Linked DNA regions of Mus musculus: regions 2 and 3 are each linked to region 1. The links are chromatin contacts, called in public HiChIP or PLAC-seq and promoter capture Hi-C maps. All regions are on one chromosome and are shown on one strand. Each heading gives the region's core, a stretch centred on a gene start, on an enhancer-like site or on the middle of the called end of the contact. The rest is flanking DNA. Distances are from core to core; before and after follow the strand shown. Region 1 holds the start of Map3k20 (mitogen-activated protein kinase kinase kinase 20). Region 2 holds the start of Cir1 (corepressor interacting with RBPJ, 1). Region 3 holds the start of Wipf1 (WAS/WASL interacting protein family, member 1).

The links. Promoter capture Hi-C pulls out the DNA fragments that hold promoters and counts their contacts. HiChIP or PLAC-seq counts read pairs in DNA pulled down with a chosen protein or histone mark.
Region 2: an HNF4G HiChIP or PLAC-seq map of pancreatic cancer cells shows a contact between it and region 1. The contact joins the promoter of Cir1 here to the promoter of Map3k20 in region 1. A contact is called at or near these places in 10 of 39 promoter capture datasets (the 3T3-L1 cell line, 3T3-L1-derived adipocytes, the C10 cell line and 6 more), 21 of 115 datasets of contacts at active chromatin or transcription factors (the 230-238 cell line, the SCID.adh cell line, T-cell acute lymphoblastic leukemia and 14 more) and 3 of 9 other capture datasets (embryonic stem cells, liver and macrophages).
Region 3: a promoter capture Hi-C map of embryonic stem cells shows a contact between it and region 1, with 2.9 times the contacts expected there. The contact joins the promoter of Wipf1 here to the promoter of Map3k20 in region 1. A contact is called at or near these places in 3 of 39 promoter capture datasets (embryonic stem cells, hippocampal neurons and pre-B cells), 4 of 115 datasets of contacts at active chromatin or transcription factors (embryonic stem cells, epiblast stem cells and neural tube) and 1 of 9 other capture datasets (liver).

What each region holds. Positions count from the first base shown.
Region 1 is chr2:72,282,662-72,286,900 of GRCm38.p6, reverse strand. It overlaps Map3k20 (mitogen-activated protein kinase kinase kinase 20), which reads right to left and starts at 1,264. Exons shown (of 20, transcript NM_023057.5): 1 at 1,046-1,264.
Region 2 is chr2:73,310,668-73,314,801 of GRCm38.p6, reverse strand. Cir1 (corepressor interacting with RBPJ, 1) reads left to right here and starts at 2,210. Exons shown (of 10, transcript NM_025854.3): 1 at 2,210-2,385. The coding sequence starts at 2,314. It overlaps Scrn3 (secernin 3), which reads right to left and starts at 2,150. Exons shown (of 8, transcript NM_029022.1): 1 at 2,089-2,150.
Region 3 is chr2:73,527,004-73,530,791 of GRCm38.p6, reverse strand. Wipf1 (WAS/WASL interacting protein family, member 1) reads left to right here and starts at 1,305. Exons shown (of 8, transcript NM_153138.4): 1 at 1,305-1,465.

The sequences.
Region 1 (4,239 bases), core at 15-2,514:
ATTTACAATCTCCCAAATCTCTCACTATTGTAGCAGAAATCTAAAACAAAGACTCTACAAATGATCAAAACCATAATTAAAATGCAGCCGTCACTTTTTTTTAAGATAAAAAAAGAATGAAATTTCAGAGTAGAGACAGGCCGATGACAAAGAAGTCTGGTCTTGAATCATTTGTTTATTTTTATCGTTAAATATTTTGGTAGGTTTGGATCCACTAAATGCTGGCAGTTGGTTTCATCTACAGTCAAGAAGACCAGAAGATTCGCTACAACCACTTTAGGGGTAAAACAGGAACTCACTTTAACAACCATCCGAACTCAGATGTCCTCAATCCATTCTGGAAGACGGTTCTCACACGCATTATTAATGAAGGCTGCTTATTGTGAAATCGCTGGAACGGGCCACCAAATGGTGTGCTTTCATTATTAACGAAACTAGCAAAAATAGTAATTATGTTCTCCATAAACAGTGCTTATGCAGGATCTCCAGGCGCATGAGAAACATACATTTTCAGCAACCCAACAATGACGTGCCATTGTTGTTTTTTTTCAGGCAGTTCCAATGTCATCTGGGCAGTTTAGAATTAAAGTTTTTCCCGAGATCTGTCACGCGCGGGGCGAGGCGTGGCTGCGGCCCGGGTCACCCAGTGCCCACCCTGGTGTAGATCCCCGCGCCTGCGACACCCGCGTGTGCTCCCACGGAAGGCGAGGGTGCTCGGGAAGGGCAGCCGCCGCAGGTTCCCCGGGATCGCCGCGAGCTGTGCCAGGCCGGACTCTTCCGGGCACCGAGTGCCCGGCTGGACCGGCCCGGACATGCCCAAGCCGTCCTCGGCCCAGCGGCAAGGGACTGAGGGCTCAGGGGCTGCGGTCTCGGGGTCTGCGGGCTCGGGGACCACGGGTCTCCAGGGCACCGGGGGCGAGCCAAGGACAGCCGCCCGCCGAGCCCCGGCCTCCCGCAGCCGCGCTGCCCCGGCCCCGCAGGCCCCGGTCCCGCCGGTCCTCCAGCGGAGCTCCCTCCCGCCTCTCCCGTCCCCCACAGCCCTTACCTGGCTCCCGGATCGGGCGCGAGCGGCGGCGGGGGTCGGGGACGGCGGCCCGCGCGGCTCCCACGCTTCCGCCGGAGTCAGGAGTTGAACATTCCGCCTCTCCGCGCGGCGCCAATGAGGAAGACGTCGCGGCAACAGCACCACCTACCTCCGAGCGTGGAACCGCCGGCCGGCCAGCCTCCGGGCACGCCCGGCTCGGTGCCCAGCAGGGAGGCCGGGGCTCGGGGTCGCGGAGAGCCCGGTTGCTGCCCCCCCCCCCTTACCCCCCGTGAGACTGAATGCACTTGGCTGGGAAGGGGACAGCAGGGAAGGCAATGTCAGGGTCGCGGGTGCCTCAGTGGGACCATCAACAGGTACTTTGGAGATTTTGAGGAGGAGTCAAGGCCTGCTGCTCTGGTTGGTGACTTTTAAGATGAAGTGCCCGCGATTTCCCATCGAGGAGACAGAGTCCATGACAAGTGTGAACAAAACGTGTCACCTGGCTTTGGGAAGAAAAGAAATTGATCGGGGAGGATGTAGATGGAGTGGAAAAAGAGGAGAGGTTGCAAAAGTAGGGAACACAGTTTCTGAATTAGAATTTCACGTGTACACACGTGGAGAGTTAAGGAAAGTTGAAATCGTGCAAAATGGATATTCGTATTTTAGTGCATGGCTTTATATTTGGAGCAGGAGGCTTACCAGCCTGAAGATGTTAAGCCATATTCTCTTTCCTCCCCATCCATTTTAGTAGTGGTTTAGAGAGTTGCTTAGGGATGGAAACAAGATAAGTGGTAGATATTGTCACTACCAGGTAACAGATAGAATCGTGAAGGCTAGAGTTAGAGGGTACAGTTTGGGATCGTTTTTAAAAAGAAAATTGGAATTGAGAGACATGTTTCAGAAAGAGGCCACAGAAATTTGTGACCCATTCGGTTGGGAAAGAAGAAAGCGGTGATGCCAAGATTTGAGACCTGGGTGACTGGAAGAACGATGGTGTCATTGACAGAAATAGAAATCTGTGGAGAGGAAACTGGCTTCCTGCTGAGTTTTGAAGTCAGGAGAGGAAAAACAGGCAGAGATGAAACAAGAAACGGAAATCAGAAAAGAAGCCCAAAGAGAAATAGAAATTTTGAAAACCGTTCATATATATTTAATATATGAATGGGAAAGGATGGGTAAATATACACTAATGAAAAAAGAAACCACTTTCTGGTCTGTGATTACAAAGACTGAGGATTTTGGATTAATAAATTGCATTTTGGTAACTGAGAAGGTTGATGAAAACTATCCAGCTAAAAAAAATTCTTTTGTAGGTGATCAAACAATTGTTTAAAAAAAAAAAAAAGCTGTCTATCTACTCAAAAAAAAAAAAAAAAAAAAGGGTGCTGGGCTCTTGAGCGCGAAATGAACATGAGACTGCAGTCACCTTAGCTTTAAAGACATCCGATTGTGTCCTGACTCTGGCTGAGGAATCAGAGAGCCTGACTTTGCTGTTGCTCCTCTCAGTTGTCACATGGGACACTTAACAGGCAGTCCTCAGTTTCCTGCTCACCAAAATCAGGTGTTAGCCACTGGTTCCAGCTTGCCAGTCACCAGCCATCCATACCTTGCTTTGTACTGGAAGCCTGCAGCTTCTGATATTTTTAGCTTATACTATCTCTCCTTCCTTCATTCTATTTTCCTTCTATAATTAGGCTCAGAGAGTAGGCAACAGGAGCAATAAACTCTACAAAGTACTTTCAAAAACTTATTTGAAGGAGCACCTCACAGAAGGCCTCCTGCCTTCCCATTATGTTGCAAGGTCCTCACTGCGATACCTTATACTCTATTGTGGGGGCCACGGCTGTGACTCTGTGCTAAACGTAGGCTTGCCTCGACTTCTTAAGACTTATTTTTAATGTGTGTGTGTGTTTCCCCTGTGTGTATGTATGTGCACCATATGCACGCCTGGTGCCTATGGAGGTCAAAAGAGAGGTGAGAGCCATTGGAACTGCAGTTATATGTGTGTGGGAGCCACCATGTGGGTGGTAGGAATTGAACCAGGGTCCCTTGCAAGAGCAGCAAGTGCTCTTAACCACTGGGCCACCTCTCTAGTCTCACTGCTTCAAGATTTGAGTTTTTTGGTTTTTTTTTTTTAAATAAACTGCTTGTCTACTTGTGAATATATTGATGTTTTTAGACATCAGAGCTAATATAGTCTATATTGTGTTTACTCCTAATGCTCAACTTTTTCAAACTTAGGGGGGAAAAAATCTTTTTGCAAGTTTGTTTTTTTAGTTAATCCAAGTTGGACAGAGTATAGATTTGCGAGTGTAAACAGCACTAACAAAGAGTCCTTGTCGAAACTATCAAACCTTTACTTCAAAGACTTCCACACTAAAAATAGATGTACTCTCAGCAGTGGGGTGGCTTAGAAGTCCTTAGCACCCTCTTATAGCCAAGAACACCCTCCAATGTAAGCATGCATTCTAAGTTTAAAAAAAAAAACTTTTCAAAGTGATGTTTAAATACAACTTAACAACAATGTAACCCCTTATTCAACGGGCTTGTCTCCCCTAAACTTTTCTTTAATGGAAATCCTGGAAATGCCACCAGCTAACAGTAGAAGAACTAGCAGGTCACTTGAAAGGAAGAAAGGAGTCCTTTCTCCTCTAAAGTGATAACATCTGCCCCACAGGCTGGTACCTGGGGCACTCTTTCCAGTCATCTTAGTTCTGTATCTCAGATGGGGAATCTTCGAAGTCTGGACCACAGCATCACAGCTAAGAATTTACCCAACTCGTCTACAGAGGCCAGTGCTGTATAGCTCTGAGTTCCTAGGAAACTAAGGTGCGCAACCAAACGTCCTCTGTGGTAAGTATAGTCATTTCCTTAAAATCGGAACTGAAGCCTACATCACTGTCAGAAGACAGCTCACTGGAGATGCTCTGCCCTTCCACCACAGGGTTGGTAGCAAGCACTTTTATCTATGGCACCATCTTTCAGTCCTATATAATGGATTGTGATGAAACCCAGTCAGGTGTAGTGGTTCACCACTGTAACCTCAATATCTCAGATGCTAAGGCAAGACAGCTTCTGTGAGGTGCAGCCAGCCTAGGCTACAGAGTGGGACCTTGTCTCAAAACCCAAAAACAAATTGGAAAAACAAAACAACAACAACAACAAAAACCATTGTCCAAACCTTTTTAAAAATCAGAAAAGTACCTCCCCTCTCT
Region 2 (4,134 bases), core at 961-3,460, 1.0 Mb before region 1:
CATAAACGACAACAAAACCAAAACCAAACAACCAAAAAGGAATTTATGTAAACAAACAAATGTTCCCAATATTGCTACAGAGGAGGTCTCCTTTGGCTTGAGGAAAAACGCACACAGAGACTATAATATTGAAAAGACAGACAATTTGAAGCAGACCCAGTACTTTGGAGATCTCACTTTTGGAGGCAGAGATGGGTGAATCTCTGAGTTTGAGGCAAGCCCTGTGTTCCAGGACAGCCAGGGGTAGTGTCTTAAAAAAAAAAAAAAAAAAAAGCCACCTTTCATGTTTTCAGGAAGTTCACATTTGTAACTTAGAAATCCTGACTACAGAACTGACGTACGGATTCTCTTTTCCAGATTCTGTGATCTGGAAAATCTTAAATTCCAGTTTGTAGAACCATTCAAAATCTCCTATTTTTATTTTGCTTCCAGAACAGACATAGTTTTAGTTTACTTCTATTATTTATCTTTTTAAAGGTTTATTTTTACTATTTGTGTGTGTGTGTGTGTGTGTGTTTACACTAAGAATGGGGATGCCCGAGAAAGCTAGAAGTGGGCCTCAAATCCCCTGGAGCTGGAGTTAGAGGTTGTAAGGCTTCGTGCACGGCCACCTTGTGTGTTAGGAACGGAACTCAAGTCTTCAGGGAAAGCACTGAGCTATCTTAACCATTGTTCTCTCTCTCTAACCCAGTTCCCTTCTTTTATAAGAACCAAATCATGCTGGGGGTGGTGGTGCACACCTTTGATCCCAGCACTTGGGAAGCAGAGGCAGATCTCTGAGTTCCAGACCACCCTGGCCTACAGAGTGAGTTCCAGGACACCCAGAGCTACACAGAGAAACCCTGAAAAAAAACAAACAGGAAGAACCAATTCTTAGCATAGTTTTATATGGGAGCATCCTAAATATTTTAAAACAAAATAAAAAATATAAATACAATAAATGTTTTATTGAAAGGAAAGCAAAGCAGGATATGATAGCCCACCTGCAATCTCAGGACTCGGCAGGATGAGCTAGAGTTTAAAGCTAGCCTATGTCTCAAAATGACTCAAGAAACAAGTTCACCATGGAACAAGTAAAGGGTCTTCTCCATCTCAAAGATGGGAAGACGTACCAGTTTTTCTTTTGTGTCGCCCCTCTAAATTTCTTGATCTCCTGCTTACTGTGCTCCAAAGTTAGCTACTCCAACACATAATTTAGGCAGGCTATTAATTCTCCTTTTTTCCAGGCCCGTCAGTATTAAAATAAATAAGTAAATAATTATTAAAACACCACCTAGAAGGTGAAAACCCAGCTTGGTGGTGCATGCCTGTAATTGAAGATTGAGCGTTACGTGGACCGCGCCACGAATAACACAAGATAAAAAAACAAAAAACTGGCACACAGCCAACACCCAAATGAAAGCTGACATCCGTTGTACCTTGGCATTCTTATCCTCACCAGACTAAGTGACTATCCTCAGTGGACTAAGCCTTGCTTACCCGAAACTGGGATGGCGGCAACAGCTAAGAAACCCGCACCCAGGGAGAAAGTCGTTGGCCCTAACATGTTCTCATCATTCACGATGTTTGCTGAGCAAACTTCTGCATGGCTAGAAATAACGGAAGGGAGCTGGGTGTAGTGGCGCAGGCCTTTAATCCCAGGCCTGGGAAGGCAAAGGCAGACGGATCTGTTAGTTCAAGGGCAACCAATGCTACATGGCGAGGTATACATAATGATAATAATAATAATAATAATATTATTATTATTATTATAATTATTATTAAACCTTAACAGTAATTGGAAAGGAAGAGCCTAGGTTCTTGAGCTTCTAACAGTCTATTCCCGTGCTTTTGGTAACACCAATCTTCCGAGGCTCACAAACGTCCTACAGTTGCCGGGAGACAACTTAATCTACATGGGAACTGCGCGGCAAAAGAAAATTTTTTTGCAACTGGAGTCGGCGTTGCCAGAAAGTGCTGGGCTCGAACCTCGAGACCTCGCTTGTTCGGGCTGACCGCGCTCGGATCGAAGCTGACGCAGCAGAGCCCGCCGCCGCTCGCGACCCCGCAGAGAGCGAGCATCGCGCACAGGGGGTTCCCCAAGCTTACCTCTGCTGCGCACGCGCGGACGCCGCCAAAGCCGCGGCAGCCACCAGAAGCGACTGCCGGAAGAGAGCAAGAGGGGCGGTGCCAAGCGTCAAACCACGGAAGTAGTCATCCTCCCGACCTCGGAAGTTCTCGCCCAAACTTGCCTAGCAGTTCCGGTGAAGCTCCGGGAGTTTGTTTACGTTCCGAGAAGACCTAGCGGTTGGCTTCTCCGACTCAGACGCCAAGATGGGGAAGTCATTCGCCAATTTCATGTGTAAGAAGGACTTCCATCCTGCGTCCAAATCCAACATCAAGAAGGTGAGTAAAGGCATCCGGAGAGGGCAGAGATTGCTAAGCTCCCTGGGAGGGTCGTATCCTCCTCACGGCTGGAGTCGTCGATCTTTCCCCCTTGCAGGAATGATCCCCCAAGTCCCGCCTGTCAGTCAGTGGGGAGACCCACGCATGGTTTGATAACACTGTCCGTTCAGGATCCGTCTCCTACAGCCCCAAGCCGGTGAACTCTGCTCTGGGTCGAGACTCCTGCTTAACGGAGATCTTCTGGCAGAAATCCTCCCTCTGCTCACTCTCCATCCCGTAGTGTGTTTCTGATGGCTGCGTTCAAGTTGAGCGTTTTAAACAATCACAGGGCAACCAGTTGCTGGACACAGAAGGGCCGTGGCGAGAATTACAGCGCCAAAGAATGGCGACGGGAGAGTGCTTGGGCTTTGGATTCTTAGTTCAGTACAGTTACATGTAGCCCTGAGGCCTCGCACAAAATAGTCAATGATGTGAGCATTAGCCTCGTACACTGTTGATCAAGAATTATCAGTGTCAGTTGCCCTAGTTTGTAAAAATTTTAGGGAGATTAGATGAGATAGTATGGCCAATGACTAGAAACTCGAAATGAAGGCTTAGCACTGTGTGTTAAGAAAAGTACTCAAGTACTCAAAAGTACACAAACTTATGAGAATATATTTCGCTTTTGTTTCCAAACCAGTTGTGGGTCCTGTATATTACCATACATCTAAAGAATGTATATATTAGCATGCATGTACATTAGGATATCTGTGGAAGAAAGTGCAAGAAATGCTAACACTGGTTATCTGCAAATATAGTTACTTAGGTTTTTAAGTCCCTTGGGAGTGGGGAGGGCTTGCCAGATCTCAGCCTTACTCCTTGACCCCAAAAGTCTTGTTCTGTTTATTTTGTAGTACTCCTAATCCCCACGAGTGTATTTCTTTATGTGTTTCATAGCCTCTATTTGAGGTGGGATCTCCTGCAGTCTAAGCTGGCTTCAAACTTGCTGTCTAGGGAGGATAGCCCTGAACTCCTTGTCCTTCTGCCTCCAACCCCCTGCCCCCACCCCCAACCCCCACCCCCGCATGCTGGGATTACAGGTGGAAGCCACTGCAATCAACTACCACTTCTCCTAGGTCATAAAGTAGTTTATAATATGCAGGAGAAGCATTGTGAGCACTTTGACAATGGAGCTGCATCTTATTTTTAATTCAGTTACTGGAATTGAGTCTTGAGCAGTCGAGACTAATGAAAATAACTGTACAGTCTAAAGCTTGAGATACACGGTAATTTTTCTGTTTTGGTTGGGGTCTTACTGTGTAGTTCTGACTGGTCTGGAATACTTAGTAGTCCTACCTCAGCCTCTTGAGTTCTAGGATTATGGACATGGGCCAACACACTCAGCTAAACACAGTGAAAACAGCTAAAGGGCAGGTGCCATCCTGGAAGAAGCCAGGGAACTCTATCCACAATGCTCAGGTCCAAGACACCCGTCTTCTCTTCTAAGTGCTGTGAGCATCTTTTCATTTCAGTGTATTAGATGTGTTTCATTATAGAAGACAAGTGGGCTGGAGGGCTGTCAAAATTGCTAGTGGCTAAAACACTTGTTGCACAAGTGTAAGGATCAGAGTTTGGATCCACCATCCCTTGGTAATCCTAGCCTTCATGAAAAGAAGACAGGAGTTCCTCTGTGCAAGCTGGTAGCTGGACTAGTAGAATTGTTGACCTCTGGGTCCAGTGAGAGACCCTGCCTCAGTAAATGAAGGGGAG
Region 3 (3,788 bases), core at 56-2,555, 1.2 Mb before region 1:
AAATGGTTCAGCGGTTAAGAGCACTTGCTGCTCTTAACAGAGGACACTTAGATTCCCAGCATCTACGTGGTAGCTCCCAACCGTCTGTAATTCCATTATCAGGGCATCCCACACCTTCTTATGGCCTCTGTGGCACCAGGCAAGCACATGATACAGATAGATATATTTGCAGGCAAACCACTTGTACACATTAAATAAATACATACATAAAAGGCAAATATAGCATAGACCTTAGACGAATACAGTTAACAGTGGGAGTTTGTAACCATCCTGGAATTCATGGTGAGACCTAAAAATAACAAAAACAAAACAAAAAGGAAAGAGTGCATTTAGAGACTCCTACCAAAAAAAAAAAAAAAACAAACAAACAAACAAAAAAAAAAACAAAAAAAAACGCTAATAAGAGTTTAGGAGAGGTGGCCCTGTCGCTGTCTTTCCAGGATTATCGTATCCGCCAGAAGCATGTCACAGAGACTGCACACATAGGGACAACTCAGCACAGAAAGCCTGAAGCCGAGGCATTCTAGATGCCACATTCTGAGGTGCATCTTTCAAAGCTTCCCTGCCTTTACCCAGAGAGCTACGTCGTCTCGGTAGCTTTACTATCCGGTCCAGTAGTTATACTGACCATAACTGTCTTTGTCTTTCAAATGTATATGTTCTAATGTGTCATCCCAGTGTTAACTTGCCTTTAAGGCCTGATAGTGGTGTTTTTGAGAACTGGCAAGAGCCATGTGAAAGGGCCTCGGGTTTCTCCTTATACTCGCTCGGCTCTTGATCTTTCTATGTTTGCAGAAGTCGGTGGAAAAAAAAAAAAAAAAGATTCCAAGAATCCCAACCGATAGGCACCTTACCCTGGGAAGAGCTGTGCGCTCCCAGTGGGCGGGGATTGGGGACGCGCGTGGCCCTTGGGCTTCAGTGGGGCCACTCCATCTTAGAAGCCAGTTTTTACAGTGAATGGAAACTTTTAAGTTTCTCAAAGCGGGGGGCGCCCTCTGATTCGGGAGCGGAGTGGAGATGACCGGAAAAGGCTTTCCCTGTGTTGGGGGGAGAGCACCCCACTCGGAGGCCCGGGTAGTTTCTAGGGACAGCGTCTTGGGTTGGGTATCCCTTCCAGGTCCGGCTCCTGGGCGCACGCAGGTCCGGACCCCTCGGCCTCCGCCCCGGGGAGAGCCCAGCCCAGGCTCCGGTCCCGCCGGCCTCGGAAGTCAGGGCGCGGCGAGGGCGAAGGGCGAAGGGCCAGCGGCTGCCTCGGCGTCCGCGTGTGGCGGGGGCCGTAGGGGGAGGACGCGGGCCGAGGGGGAGGGCGCACATCTCGGCGAAGTTCCCGGATGGTCGCAGCCTCCCGGCGCGGAGCGCTTTTCCTGCCCGCCCCGGCTCAGCCCTGCGGACCCAGAGAGAAGTTTCCCAGAAAAAAATGCCCCGCGCGCCGCGGGGCCGAGGAGCCGCCCGGAGCCGCTGCACGGTAAGGGAGCCGCGCCCCACCATGCAGGGCGCGTCCGGGGTGCACGGAGTTGGGGTGCAGACGGGCGGGTTGTCGGGGCCGCGTCCTCGGCGCCCAGGGGAGCGATCCCCGCTCAGGCCCGCGGTCCAGCCCGCGCGGGAGGAAGGGGCGGCGGCTGCCGGGGCTCGAGATGCCGCGATCCCCGCTGAGCGCTGCGGGGCTGCACCGACCCAGGACCGCCCGTGGACCCGATGGATCTAACCGCGGTCTCCCTGGGATGCCCGGGAACCGCATCTGCAACTCCATCTCCACCGAGGGCGGGTGACTTTGGAGTTTAGGGCTCCCAGAACTTGGCTCCAGTGCTCCCGGGCAGCCTGATCCCGGGTATGGGCGCGCTCTAGGTGCCTATGTCTGCTCCTGAAAGGGCGGCCAGCTCGGGTCAGGGCTTTGCGCCCGGGGCCTCTCCCTAAATCGTGGACCGCTTCCCTTCAGCCTTCATCTCCCGCTACTTTAGCATGCTTTTCTTTTCAAAGAAAGAACAGTGAAACTTAACTAGTGCAAGAGAAATCCAATAGGGATGACCCAGATCCTCGGTTTGTGGCTAGACTTTGAACTCAGATTAACAAAAGGTGTGTCTGTGTGGAACCTGGTTTGACTGGGTCTTGCTTAATCTCCAAGGAATATCCCCGGGCTATAGGCTCCTAACCCCTCAGGGTTTCTACAGTGAGCAGATTTGGTCTCTTTCTCTGAAAATCGCTAGTCTGTCTTGGATCTTCCTTGCCCTTCATCTCTCTGGTTCCTGAGCGGGCCTGCAGGTAGACCCACAGGGACAGCGGACACGTGTGCAGCCTGGGTAGGTTTTCTTTTAACAGCTTCCATATAATTTGAATACTGTATTTTCATTTGATAGATTTTTTTTTGCCTCCTCAAAAAATGCTTATTTCAATAATTGATAAATAACTTAAAAGTTTGTAGATCATGTTTTTGACTTCTTAAAGAGAGAAAGTCTTTCATAAACTATGGGCTCTCTGCTTCTTACAGTGCTCAGGGCACTGCCTTCTACCCTGATTACCTGCCAGTTGCGGTTCACCAGGCTGATCCTCTCAGAGGCATGGGGTGGTGTACACATATGTGTACAGATCGTACACATATCTGTGAGTGCCGGTTGCCGGCTGAAGAGAAGCTGCAGACTGGGTTTTCCAAGTGTTCTGGATCCGCTCAGCGACATCACCGTCTTCCCTGAGTAGCTTTTCTCTTTGGGAATCACATGAGCGCTTTTAGATTACGTGATGGAAAGCAAAGAGATCTGAAAGCAGGGAATGATCAAACTCTGGGATAGAAAGGGAGAATGAACTTATTTGCAGATGGAGGGATTCGCATCTTACTTCCGTTGTCCATTTCACACATTTTCTTCTGTGTGTTTAGCTACTGCCGGATGCCCTTAAACCTACTGTGTGACTCGGTTGACAGTCTTTCCACCGCTGGGTGTGAGGCTAGAACAGGATAACAGGTTATGAGACAGCAAGAAGCAATTTGATACAAAGTAACCAGTCACCAGGCACCGTGTAACAACAAGACACAAGAGCAAAAAGGAACTGCCAGAGAGTTGGTAGGTAGCAAAGAGCAGAATGCCTGTGTCTTTTAAATTGACCGTGCCAAGGTGCTTTGGCCGCCATGAGCCAGGTTTCATGAATGTTCATGATACTCCGTTTTTTCTCACAGTCTTGGATAACTGAATGTGTTCCTAACTATAGCTGTAGTTTTAAAGTTGAGCACTTTCCACGGTGATGCCAAATATTCTTTTATTCCTTTTATACTTTTATTCTAAAGTACACAGGACATTTTTATTTCTTGCTGCAACCTGTTCATTTCTAAGAACCTGGGAATCTAGGTCCCAGAGCTCTGGCCATCCTGGGGCCTGTCCTCCAATGGAGTCTACTAGATTTCTGATGATTTCCGTACGGAGGCCCCACTGAGCTGCCTTCCAGCAACCCACGTAGCCAGGCCACCAGCCCCACACACGCCAATTAGGCTGCAGCTGGAATCAAGCTCATGGCTCTTTGAGCATCGAGGGTCTTTACTGGAAGATGCTGTCATGCTCTCCGCTGGGTAGAGTTAGCTCAGAAGGACTTGTCCTGGATGTTTACCATCACTGTAGACAACCTTGTTTGGAACAGCAGAGCTGGAAGGCAAATGTGGTAAGGTAGGGGAGAACAAGGGGTTCAAGGAGTGGGATTCCTTCCAGCTGCTGGGAGTCGGCCTTTCATTGGCTCCTTCCGTTAGCAATTACTTATCACTGTGTATGTGCTTGCCATGGAGAGATTCGAAGGCGCCTTCACATTCT